Regions from separate parts of the Gossypium hirsutum genome. Here all the other regions are linked to region 4. Evidence: chromatin contacts called from public Hi-C data. All regions are on one chromosome and are shown on one strand. The core of a region is the stretch at or near the end of the contact, and the rest is flanking DNA. Distances in the headings are between cores, read along the strand shown. Region 1 holds the start of LOC107917745 (transmembrane ascorbate ferrireductase 1). Region 2 holds the start of LOC107917671 (putative uncharacterized protein DDB_G0287975). Region 3 holds the start of LOC107941846 (protein phosphatase inhibitor 2). Region 4 holds the start of LOC107917707 (pre-mRNA cleavage factor Im 25 kDa subunit 2).

Evidence for each region. A called contact is a pair of places that touch in the nucleus more often than the background predicts.
Region 1: a contact with region 4 is called in a Hi-C map of callus, with 2.9 times the contacts expected there. The contact joins the promoter of LOC107917745 here to the promoter of LOC107917707 in region 4. A contact is called at or near these places in 3 of 34 Hi-C or Micro-C datasets (callus and leaf).
Region 2: a Hi-C map of leaf shows a contact between it and region 4, with 3 times the contacts expected there. The contact joins the promoter of LOC107917671 here to the promoter of LOC107917707 in region 4. A contact is called at or near these places in 11 of 34 Hi-C or Micro-C datasets (anther, fibers, hypocotyl and 2 more).
Region 3: a Hi-C map of leaf shows a contact between it and region 4, with 2.3 times the contacts expected there. The contact joins the promoter of LOC107941846 here to the promoter of LOC107917707 in region 4. A contact is called at or near these places in 2 of 34 Hi-C or Micro-C datasets (hypocotyl and leaf).

What each region holds. Positions count from the first base shown.
Region 1 is chrD08:36,365,606-36,368,421 of Gossypium_hirsutum_v2.1, forward strand. LOC107917745 (transmembrane ascorbate ferrireductase 1) reads right to left here and starts at 1,376. Exons shown (of 4, transcript XM_016847040.2): 1 at 990-1,376. The coding sequence starts at 1,133.
Region 2 is chrD08:36,052,811-36,055,925 of Gossypium_hirsutum_v2.1, forward strand. It overlaps LOC107917671 (putative uncharacterized protein DDB_G0287975), which reads right to left and starts at 1,838. Exons shown (of 4, transcript XM_016846973.2): 1 at 1,537-1,838; 2 at 1,265-1,460; 3 at 1,091-1,139; 4 at 137-490. The coding sequence starts at 1,686. The coding sequence ends at 1,093.
Region 3 is chrD08:36,014,561-36,017,381 of Gossypium_hirsutum_v2.1, forward strand. It overlaps LOC107941846 (protein phosphatase inhibitor 2), which reads right to left and starts at 1,552. Exons shown (of 5, transcript XM_016875470.2): 1 at 1,478-1,552; 2 at 393-438. The coding sequence starts at 397.
Region 4 is chrD08:36,188,267-36,191,528 of Gossypium_hirsutum_v2.1, forward strand. LOC107917707 (pre-mRNA cleavage factor Im 25 kDa subunit 2) reads left to right here and starts at 1,316. Exons shown (of 7, transcript XM_041098139.1): 1 at 1,316-1,527; 2 at 2,103-2,148; 3 at 2,613-2,706; 4 at 2,825-2,898; 5 at 3,036-3,122; 6 at 3,219-3,262. The coding sequence starts at 1,409.

The DNA.
Region 1 (2,816 bases), core at 126-2,625, 180 kb after region 4:
GGCAGTAAGCAATTTAGAATTAGATGTCAAAATTCATGGAGCATTCAGCATGAAAGAGACATTATTAATCCAGACAAAAATGTCACGTTAAGACAATGAGATAAAACTTTGGAATGCAGTAATTATGATTTAAAACCACAATTATTCCATTAATATACAATTTGTTTTTCTTTCTTGGACACTACAAATGAGAGTGATTGCTTCGATAAGTCAAGAAAATGGATAACTAGTTGTGACAACGAAATTTGGGGTTCAATTAGTTGGTTAAATCCAAAGAAAGTTAATGGACACCATCTCCAACATATAGTAAGAAATATGTATATTGTTAGATACAAGTATGCTTCCTATGTTTCATATTTGAATATTTTATTGATCACCGATATCAGATACAATACTCTATAAAATAATTCAGTTAGCATGAATAGGTTCAAGTGCCTCATTCTCCTTCCTCCTAGAAACCTTAACCATGTTAGACAAGTTTTTGATACGGAAAATGGCAAAAGGAACAGGGGATAAAAATACTAACAAGGATGGGAAAAAACAATGTGGATGCTTGACCATATAATATATTATAATGAAGGGTAAGTAGGTAGGTTACTATATTCCATGGGACATGGCTAACTACCGCCACCATATGAAGGTTGACCAGCCACCATCAAAGTCTAATAATTGAGGGGCATCCAAACCAAAACTATAGCAAGGGGGAAAAAGGGATAATCGAACATGAAATTGTAATAAAATTCAAGGAATCAAACAACAGCGGAACCCCCAAAAGAAGTCTTCTTCATCATTAGTTTAGTGCCTGAGTTTAAGATTATACGAATAATTTGGTGATGGAAGGTATTAACACCATCCAAATTCAACCAAAAGGAACTGTTATGTGATAATAATCGGAGGGGAGAAACAGAAACCAAACAAAGTTGCAGTTGAAGCCATGAAAAGGAAACAAGATTTTGAGGAATCCCAAGAGCAGAAAGGAAAAAACTTACATTAAAGATGAGATTTTTGTTAGAAGATTCCCAAGCTAATCCACCCCTGAAGTGAATGCACCAAACCAATACCATAACAGCGCCGGCAATCGCGAGGGCATGAGGCACAAACGACAAGTGCAAGGCCTTAACTCCTATCGCCATGTTCGCTCTCTTCTTTCCAGCAAAATACTGCAGAGCAGAAGAAGTAAAGACTTTCTTATCATAATTGGCTCCTACCTAGATGTTCCGAGATTTATGAACCGTTGGATGGAGATCTTTGTTGCATCCTGATTTATGCGACGTGGATATCAAGATGTTTGGATTCTACATTTTACTCACAGTTTAGTCACTCTCCCCGCGGATGCCGTCGCGCCACGTGCTTCATTTCAGTCTCCATAGGATACCAGCCTACTTTTTTGCTTTTCTAATATGGTTCAAATAAGGGATTATCCATTTGAAAAAAAACAAAAATTTATCCAAACCCCCAATATCTATCCCACTTATTATTATTAATTAAATTTAAATTTGTATTTTCTATTAAAAATTTTATTTTAAACAATTAATATATACTATTAAAAGGAATTCCTATATTTTCATGCCTTTATATACAAATTAATAATAAAAAACAACTTTAACTCTCAAAATATAAAATATCTTAGACTTTTTTATCCAACCAAAATATTGGAATATTTTTCGCTCACTTTGTGTTCTATATATCTATATATACAATTATTTAAGTGTGTGATTAAGTTGATGTCACAAGCCAACTCAATATCAATTTAATCAAAAAAATTACTATATATATATATATTAATAATCAATATAGATCGCATTTACTAATATGATAACTTTTTTGATGTGCTAGAGAAAAATAATAAATAATTTGAGTGCATTCTTTTATTATTAATCTAATGCATTTACCTATTTAATTTCTTTTTACTCATAGTTTAAACTAAGTTTTCATTTTAATTTCGTTCATATTGCATACATGCTTTTATTATTAGCTGTAAATTACATGTTTTATTATTTATTGTATGTAATTTGTAAAAATATATATGTATTCTAAATACGTGGTTTTTTATGTGTATATATGTCTGATAAAATTATTAATATTAAATAATTATAAATTTTAAAATATTATCCCGCTAATATTAAGTATTATATATTTTTATTTGTATATGGGCATGTTCAATGAATTTTTTATAGTTAACAACAAAAATGTTACGAAATGACCTGTTAGAAATTTTAACATTTTATATTCAAGTTTTGTCATGTGTTTTTATCATGTTTTAAGTTTAGTGTGAACAAAATTCGATTTAATTTTTTTAGTCAATTCGATTATTGAATTTTATAATTTGAATAACTCGAATAATTCAAATAACATATTGGTGTAAATACCTTTTTAATCTTTGTTGATTTTGAAAATGAGCAAATTAGTCTCTCATTAAAAAAATCAAAATAATTTTAAAATTTTAAAATATTTATAAGAATTCTAAGATTTTTTTTTAAAAGTTAAAAAAATCTAAAGAATATGTAAAAAAATTAATTTTTTTAAATAATAATTTTGGGACTTAAATAAGTTAATTAATAATTTCAGTTTATCATACTAAAATATTTTTTTCTTCGAAAAAGTTTTTAAATATATATGATTTCAAATTTATGTGTTCTAACATGAATTTAATTATACAGTAACAAGATTTTAATTTAACTTGAATAATTTCACTAAATTCAACTCGACTTGAATTTTATTTCATTTGGCCTAATTTAACAAAATTAAACTAAATTAAGATGATAAAATAAAACTCATCAATACAAATAGCTTAAAAGTTTTTTTGGTTGAATTCG
Region 2 (3,115 bases), core at 588-3,087, 130 kb before region 4:
TTGGGTTTTAAAGTGTGTTATGTTAATGTTAAAAGTAACATTTTGTTATTAAACCGTGTACAAACTATGAATCTATTCATATATATCTTACATTTCTAATCATTACATAGTAAAAAGGAAAAATAAAATTCGATTCCCAGTAAACACATTTATTTATATTTAATTGAAATAAATAAAATAATTAAATCTGTTTTTACACCAGTATACAAACAAGTAAAGTATATATATACATATGATTTCCAGTAAATTTGATTTGATGTTAGAGTTGCTTTGTAGCTTCTTCAAATATCCCTTTAGATCTTATACTAATAGAAAGTTGAATCAGAAATTTTTTCCATACTCTGCCCAGCTATGCTTTATGTTAATATGTGAAATTCAGATGATACTAATGTCTTACAAGTTGTATCCCATGATGCATGATGCTATTTATATCATAAAACACATGGTGTCACTTCATCCAAATAGCTTCTTCTTGAACTGGGTTTGCATGCTGTTAGTGGATAAACAACAAATTGTTGAGGGAAGAAGATAAGTATCTCTTTAAATGCCATAGCATAAAGAATGAGCACATCAAGAAACAATACCATGGAACCAACTTTTCAAGAATCATGTTTAAATCTAAGCCTCGCATGACACATAATTATACCACACTAGATTTAGCCAATTTTTGAAGTCACAAGGATACCAATACAAATATGTCTTAATAATCACAAAGTTTAGAATCAAATTTTTACAGTTCAGCACAAACAAACTAAAAACTGGAAGAATCTAAATTAAAACTGAGTAACTGAACTAAAACTTACAACTCATGGTGGGATTCAGATACCCTATACAATGAATTTTGAATCTAGATACTTAAAACCCAAACCTCCACTTTTACCAACTGTGCTAAGACTTCATTAATGGAGATTTAACAAGTGTCATCAAAATTTATATAAAACAATTAATTAATATTACACAGCCAAAACATGACTACCTAGACGATGAGTAGATCAAGGGGGCAAAAACAAAAGAAAGCATCTCAAAACAACAAGCACCACTGACATAGTTAATTAAACAAGCATTTAGCAAGTTAGAAACATTCAAGTACCATCAGGCACCTGCCGCATTAATCTTTTCCTTAACTGTGGGTTGTGGTCCTGTTCAAAACAACAATAAAATATCAGAAATATACAAGCTTGATAAGGTTTTGCCTATGTTAGCAACTTCAAGAGGAGAATAAAAGTTATTTATTTATTTTCAGAAATGATTAGGTAAAGCTAACCAGAGATCAAGGCCGTGGGCCTGGTCTTGAACAAAATCTTGTGGCGAATAACTCCAACAACATCGAGCTCTACGCATGATGAAGAAGAAGTAGCCACGTCCATGTACTTAATTTTCTTGAGAACCACCATGGGCTTCTTAAGGGCCACTTTGGACCCCGTTAATTCATGATAGCCGACCGTGAAAGTGTAATTCTCCTGCAGATTTAGTTAACATGAAAGTGTAATGGGGCGTATCAGTGTAATAATCTAAAAGAAAAAGCAAAAAAAAAACCTGGGAAGAAGGGCGGCAAAGCAGTCCGATTTGGAGGTTTTGGAGAGAATGCTGGAAAGAAGGCTGCACTTCAACCACGCCTTGCAATTCGATAATTGCCCATTCAGGGCACTTCTCTGCCCCACAACTACACTTTACCTGGATCTGCATTCTTTTTCTTTCCCACTTTATCTGCAAACAAAAACGGTTGGATAATTGATTGATTCAAGAGAAACGGGGAACATTTAAATTGAATTTTGGGGGAATCGGCCGCCGCAGTGGCGCGGCTCTTACATTGGGGGATGCTTTTGACAGTGCTAAATTCCTTTTTTACCCTTAATTCAACTTTCCAAATTTTTATGGGCTTGACAGGGGTATATGGCCGGACCCTGTACTCAAAATTCTTTTCCAATTATGTAAACTGGGTCATTTATGGGAAAACAAAGCAAAAAAAGACAAGCAGAAATCCAAAACAAAACGAACATACACCTGGGCCAAGCCCAAAACAAAAAAACAAAAACAAACAAAGACAAATCCAGTTCAAGCAACTTCCCGCCAAAAGAAAAACAAAACAAACCCTGGAAGGAGCTGTCAACAACAGAATCCGTGGTTCGCAGCAGCCAAAGCCGAAAGATGCAACGCCAAGCTTGCCGATCAGCTAAAGTGGGGAGAAGGAGGTGACCAACGGTAGCGGCAGCGAATCGCAGACAACCCCACGGTGTCCAGAGCGAGAGATCCCCTCGGAGCCAACCAACCAAACCCAACTGCAGCCGAACCAGCAAGCCCCATGCAGTCCCTCTGCCCAAGCCAACCGAAGAACCCCAATCGTGCAGAATCGTCTTAGTCAGCTATTCCTGTCGATCCTAAAAGCCGGCTGTCGAAACCATTTTTAAATTTGAAAAAAAGGAATCGACTTTTTAAAATAAATGGGAGTCGTCACTGATATTTTATTAGGGTGTGATCGGCTCACCTTAAAACAAATTTTGTCTACGAGATTTGAGAAAATAGGTTCGGGAGTCAGTTACGCACGAGGAAGGGTTAGCACCCTCGTAACGCCCAAAATTGGTACCGATTTGATTGTTCAATATTTTATTTTCGAATTTTTGAAAAGATTTTAAAAATACGGTCCTTGATTAGAAAACTTGGATGAACTAGCTTGAATGATAAGACGTACTTATTTCGAAGAAATAAATTATCACACCCAGTGAGTTAGGGTGTTACAATTCTATCTTCGAAATTAAATGTGTTCTTTTTTTATGAAAATCATGAGTTTAAAGAAGGTTACTTGATTGTTTAAGTCAATCGAGAAATCAAAATTCAGTGAGTTAGGATTCAATTTCTCGAAATTCTTAAACCTCAAATATTGCCTTTATTTTTATCGAGACAACAAAATGCCACATTCAGTAAGTTAGGATCCAACATTTTGTAATCTTAAGAGCTTTATTTTAACAATTGTATAGTTTTAATAAAATGGATACTTGATGATATAAATTCATTGAGAAGAATTGAAGCCCAGTAAGTTAGGGCACAATTCTCTCGAGAACTCATAAACACCAAGCCCTTTTTAGAAATTTGAAATAAAACGATTGTAATGCTTTAA
Region 3 (2,821 bases), core at 302-2,801, 170 kb before region 4:
AAGAGTCATTTCTAAAATGAAGAAACACCTTATGAATATTGCATAATTAGAACAATCCATTCTCTTTTAAAACGGACAATCTGCATTGTTAATATATTTAAAAAAAGAAAAAGGAAAAAGTCACATGTAGAACTAGTTAGCTGAAACCTAAATGGGGAGAAAACAAGCTAAAAGTTGAAGCAGAAGTTAGATTTCTATTTGGCTCAGAAGTTCCAGTGTCCAGAAATGCAAGAAGCTTCAAATATAGTAATATCTTGTTATATGCTATAAAGAATAAAGATAGAAGCAATTTTGAATACGATAAAGTTAACCATCAATCATCTCATCCCGTCTGCTTCCAAAAGAGCCAAAAGGAAACCAAATAAAAGAACAAGGAAGATATTCTGAATTACTTCATCTGGAAAATTACGGTGTTTTAACAGCAAGCTTCAAGTAGTCCTGATCCAATGAAACATTATTGTAATCACTTAGCTACACTTTTAACAAAAAAAAAATGAAACACTAAACTATTATGCAGATAATGCAGAGCGAAATTACTAATTCATGCTAAAATCAGGCTTGTGCTGGCTTTTACTTTATATTAAGCATAAGAGTGTCAAAAAAAGAATCAAACTGGAAAGAGTTCAAAGGCAGAGTCTTTTGAGTTGATAACAATACAAATTCAGAAATTTGGTACTAGAAAAGAAAAGAAGTTACAACACCAAATGTGGCAAAAGCTTAACTACTCACACTCCAGAGAACCATGTCAAACCTAAAAACAAAAAAAGCCAGTAGCGGCCATGAGAGGAAAACAGAATTATCCTAAATAAACTAATCCTCAAGGGCAACTTCATCAAGACAAAACCTGGCAGCAAAATCTCACTATTCTAGGGCTACATCCATAAGCAAATCAGTAGCCATGTTGAGTCACAGAGATTCTCAATTCCCAAATGTAAACACTAATACGTCCAAAGATTTGTGGTTTACCACTCTTAAGATCCAAAACAATTTAAAAAAAAAAAAAGCAAGGACAAAAAGAATTAATGTACACTCAAAATGGATGATGCCTAAACCAGTTAACTAGTGCATGAATCAGGGGCACAAGAAAATGAAACCGAAAGTGATTGCATAGTTACACAACTACTTAACCAGAAATCCCTAAATATATAAATATAAGAAATTATAGTAAAAAAATACAAGTACATGCAAGTAATTAAACCTAGAATCAAAAGAACCAAGAAGCAAAAGGCGACATAAACAATAATCAAATGAATGAAGTATATAGCTAATTCAGTCCAAGGATCAGGCTATCAAGCTCAGTTCAGATGGATGCTGAGAAAATGGATAATATAAACAAGAAAAGTTAAAACGGCAAAATTAACCCCAATAACCATTAACAATCAGGAAAATATTTCCATCAATTTAAGGTTTCACCGAAGGAATTTCAAATTCACCGAGAAAAGAAAACGAAAAAGCAATTGGAGAGAGAAATTTGTACCTTCCGATCGCTCCTGTTGATTTTGAATACCAAAAAATTTCCATTTTGGGGGATTTTAAGTATTTTATATTATTATTTATTTTACCAATTCTACCCTTTCATTAATTTCAATTACCGGTTGAATCCGAATGCAATTGGGTTATCTCCACCTTTGTTTTAGTTGACTTTTTTGTTGACTCATAAATATCAGTGTAGATCTTGGCACGCAAGTTCTTGGCGCCCAAAGGCAACGCTGAAATCTTAGACCACGTTTGGTTCGCTGTATTGGATTAGAGGCGTAATGGAATAGAGGTGTAATGGATTAGAGGTGTAATAGCAAATCAACTGTTTGGTTGAATGTAATGGAATAGAGGCGTAATAGTAATCTTGTGTTTGGTTGAATGGAATAGAGGTGTAATAGCATAATGGAAAAAACTAAAATGACTAGAATACCCTTAGCATAAATTTGTTTTGGTAAATGATTATTGTTATTGTTATTTAAATTTTAATAAGATTATTATTATCAATAATAAATAATTTAATCATATTTAAACATAATTATAATTAAATATATTATAATTTAATAAAATTCTTATATGAATTTACTAAAATTATAATATATAATAGTATAAAATATAATTTAAAATAATAATTATTAAATATAATTTAATAAAAAAATATAATTTAATAAAATTCTTAATATTAAAATATTCTTATATGAATGTACTAAAATCATAATATATAATACTATAAAATATAATCTAAAATAATTATTATTAAATATAATTTAATATAAATATATAATTTAATAAAATTCTTAGTATTAAATATTCTTATACGAATTTACTAAAATCATAATATATAATACTATAAAATATAATCTAAAATAATTATTATTAAATATAATTTAATATAAATATATAATTTAATAAAATTCTTAGTATTAAATATTCTTATACGAATTTACTAAAATCATAATATATAATACTATAAAATATAATCTAAAATAATTGATTTTGTGGATTTGATTAATTGATGACTTAATAATTATTATTAAAAAAACCCATTTGAATAATATAGTGTGTTAAATATCTTTCTTTTTTTTAAAAAAAGAAAACATGATTTGTTTGTAGCATTTTACTTTTTTTTTTGTTTCGTTTGTTGAGATAATTTTTGTAGTGTTAATTATAATTGAACATAATTAAAAAATTAAAAAAGAATTAAAAAATAAACTCCATCAAACCTGTGAGCCATTCAAACTCCATCAAATTCTATTAGTACAAGACTCTTGTAATTCTACAATAACAAACACAATGATACTATTTATTTTGTTACAAGAAAATTGATCAGAAAAGATCTCTGCTT
Region 4 (3,262 bases), core at 66-2,565:
TTATTAATTTATTATATTATTAAATGTATGTTTAATAATATTGAACATTAAAATATTTGATATTAATATTTTTAAACAATTTTAAAAATAAAAAATAATATATTTCAAAAAAATATTATAATAATATCATGCATGATTCAAGTTAATTTTTCTGCAAAATTAAAATTACTCGTAAAAGAGCTCTTTTCCAAAAAATGATTTATACTTTTCAAAAAGGTAAGTCAGCTTACAAGAAAAAAAAAGGGCTTATTTTCTAAAAAATAATTACAAGAAAATATATAAAATATTTCCGGTAAATCATTTCCCATTAAACAAACGCCTCCTTAATGTTTGTTTTCTTGTATATGTATCTAGGACCTTTTTCAAATTGAAGAGAAAAAGGTGGAGTTAAAAATATGAGTGCTCGTTTAGGAAAAATAGGAATGGTATCTTTTGAGATCAAATTATCCCTAAGAATATATATAAAAAAGAAGAGGGTGGAAACCCAAAAATGGTATGAAATGTATGAAATAGCTCAAGTCTAACTCAACCATTTTGCTTGTCATCTTTCTAATGGGGTGACATGAATCAAGCACACAAGCACCAAACATTTCAACTATTCAAACACTTTCTAATATTTTGAGTTGCGCGTAATTCATCATTACTTTATATGAAAGTCCTGAGTGCTAGAAGCAATGTTGGAGAAATGGTAGTAGCAAGTGTCTCAACTTTGAGAAGAAGTCGCGACATTTGCCATTGACTTCTAATGGTCACATGTGTGCCAAGGAGAGACCGTGTTGCAAAATAGTGGAGTAAGTCACAATGATGAACCAGTATTGTCGCGATGGTGCAGCTTGATTTGCAGTTTACTTAAGTTCAATGGAGGTAAGGATGGACAAAAAAGATTTCTTTAATATTTTTAGGGTTTTGTACCAATTTCCTTGCAATTTTCTTTTTAGATTCTATTGTAAATACTTACGTTAATTAGATTTCTAGTAGCTTTGTGTTGTATTTTCTTATATACCAATCACAATTGGACTTATAGAGCAAGTGTAGGAAGACTGTACCTCGGGCAAAACTTCAATTTGAGATCACCATTATTGAGCATTTTTAAACTCAAATCTTTGGTTTTTCCTGCGCTTATTTGATGATGTTGATACGATGGACCTATTTGTAATGGTTGTATTAGAAAGGATTAAGAAGGAGCGGAAATAGCAGCTAATGAGTAATGTGACATATCGACAAATGCTATGAGCCTAATAACATAAGCCCATTTTACAACAATGGTTAGGCCCTTTCCTGATTATTTTCAATGGGCTGAACTCATTAATAAGACCATATTCATTAACCTTTTCACACCCTTCCCTCTCCCTACCCACAATCGAATTTGCCGCCGGGGAAACAAACGTTTCGACTCGGAGAGGGAGAGATGGTAATGTCACCTGTGGTTAACACGTACCCTTTGTCCAGCTACACCTTTGGTACCAAAGAGCCGAAGATGGAGAAGGACACGTCCGTCGCCGATCGCCTTGCTCGCATGAAAGTCAAGTAATTCATTTTTTCACTTTCTTCATTTTATTCCTTGTATAATTTCATATTTTTCCAGGATTTTTAAAAACCCTAGATAAACCCCAATTTTCCTTTTGGCTCCTGAGAATGCTGACTTGAGGTTGGGTTTTCATGTGCTTAGGGTTCCTTTGTACTATTCTGTTTCAGAAATATGGAAAAGAAAATGAGGAAAAAAGGGCTAATTTTGAATTGCTTTGTGTTGGACTGTTCGAATTAGTTGAGTCGGTGGTCTTCGAAACCCTAGCTGCTTCTCGTTTCTTAGATCATGTTGGGATCTGGGGGCAATATGTAGTTCAAAACCTATTTACTGGTAAAAACCATATAACATTTGAACTGAGATTTTGATTTTGTTTCTCGTATTTTAGACGATGTAAAAGTATTGACTTGGTTTTTGGGTAAGCAAAAGCAAGAAAACCCTTTTTCAAAAAAGAAAACAGGTGCCAATTACTTGAAGAATTTATCATGGATGTCATTAGATTACTTACAGATTGACATTTTGAAACTTTCCTTTACGAGCTTAAGTTAGTAATCGATTTTTTTTATTGGAGTTGCAGTTACATGAAAGAGGGCATGAGAACTAGCGTTGAAGCAATTTTATTGGTATGTAACTGTACCTCTGTTTAGCCATTACATCATAATAACCACAAGATTTAACCTTATAATGTTTATGCTTCTCTCTCTTTTGCAAAAATGTGTGGTAATGGCTTTCACTCCCACTTTTCTATACACAGTAGTTAGCTCGTACATGTGTTTACATATGACCATGATAGTCAACCTGGAAGAAATTTACAACTATCTTATGTGTATAAAGAGGAATTACATCCTAATACATGAAGGGCCCCTTTTATATGGAATTTATATGTATATTTTAATTATCATTGTCTATGATAATATCTAAAGGAATTAGCATTCTCTTTGGCATTATGAGTTTATCTTGTGCTTTTGCTGAACTTACTACTTACCATAGTTTTTGTGTGGTTTACAAAAAGTTGGCTTCTAATGATGACCATTTTAATGTTTTTTTTATTTTCCCCTTCGATTGCTTATACTACCTTCTCATGCAGGTCCAAGAACATAATCATCCTCACATTCTTCTTCTGCAAATTGGGAACACATTCTGCAAACTTCCTGGTGGACGACTGAAGCCTGGAGAGAATGGTATCATCTTTTAACTATTTTCATATTATGTTGTTCTCCTTACATCGTTTCTGCTGTGCTATTTTGGAGATTCTGTGTCCTTTGTAATACCTATGCTCTTATGTTTGTTTGGCTTCAGAGATTGAGGGTTTGAAAAGGAAGCTGACCAGCAAGCTTGGCGCTAATTCACCTGCTCTTGTGCCAGACTGGCAGGTACAGATTTTTGTAACTATCTTACTATGATGACTAGTCATGTTTCCTAACAATTTCCATTGATCATTGTAATGGTGTAGCTTGGAAACATTTTCTTTAATTCACATTTCTTTCTGTTCCTTGTTATCTTGTTTCAGATTGGTGAGTGTGTGGCCATCTGGTGGAGGCCCAACTTTGAAACCATAATGTATCCATATTGTCCTCCCCACATCACAAAACCTAAGGTATCGTGTAGATGTTGTTGATCTTTTTGTTACTTGATGTTTCTATTTATGACCTGCCCTGTCCTTTCTCAACCTCTGTTATTGATATGATTGCAGGAATGCAAGAAGCTTTTCCTTGTCCATTTGTCTGAGAAAGAGTA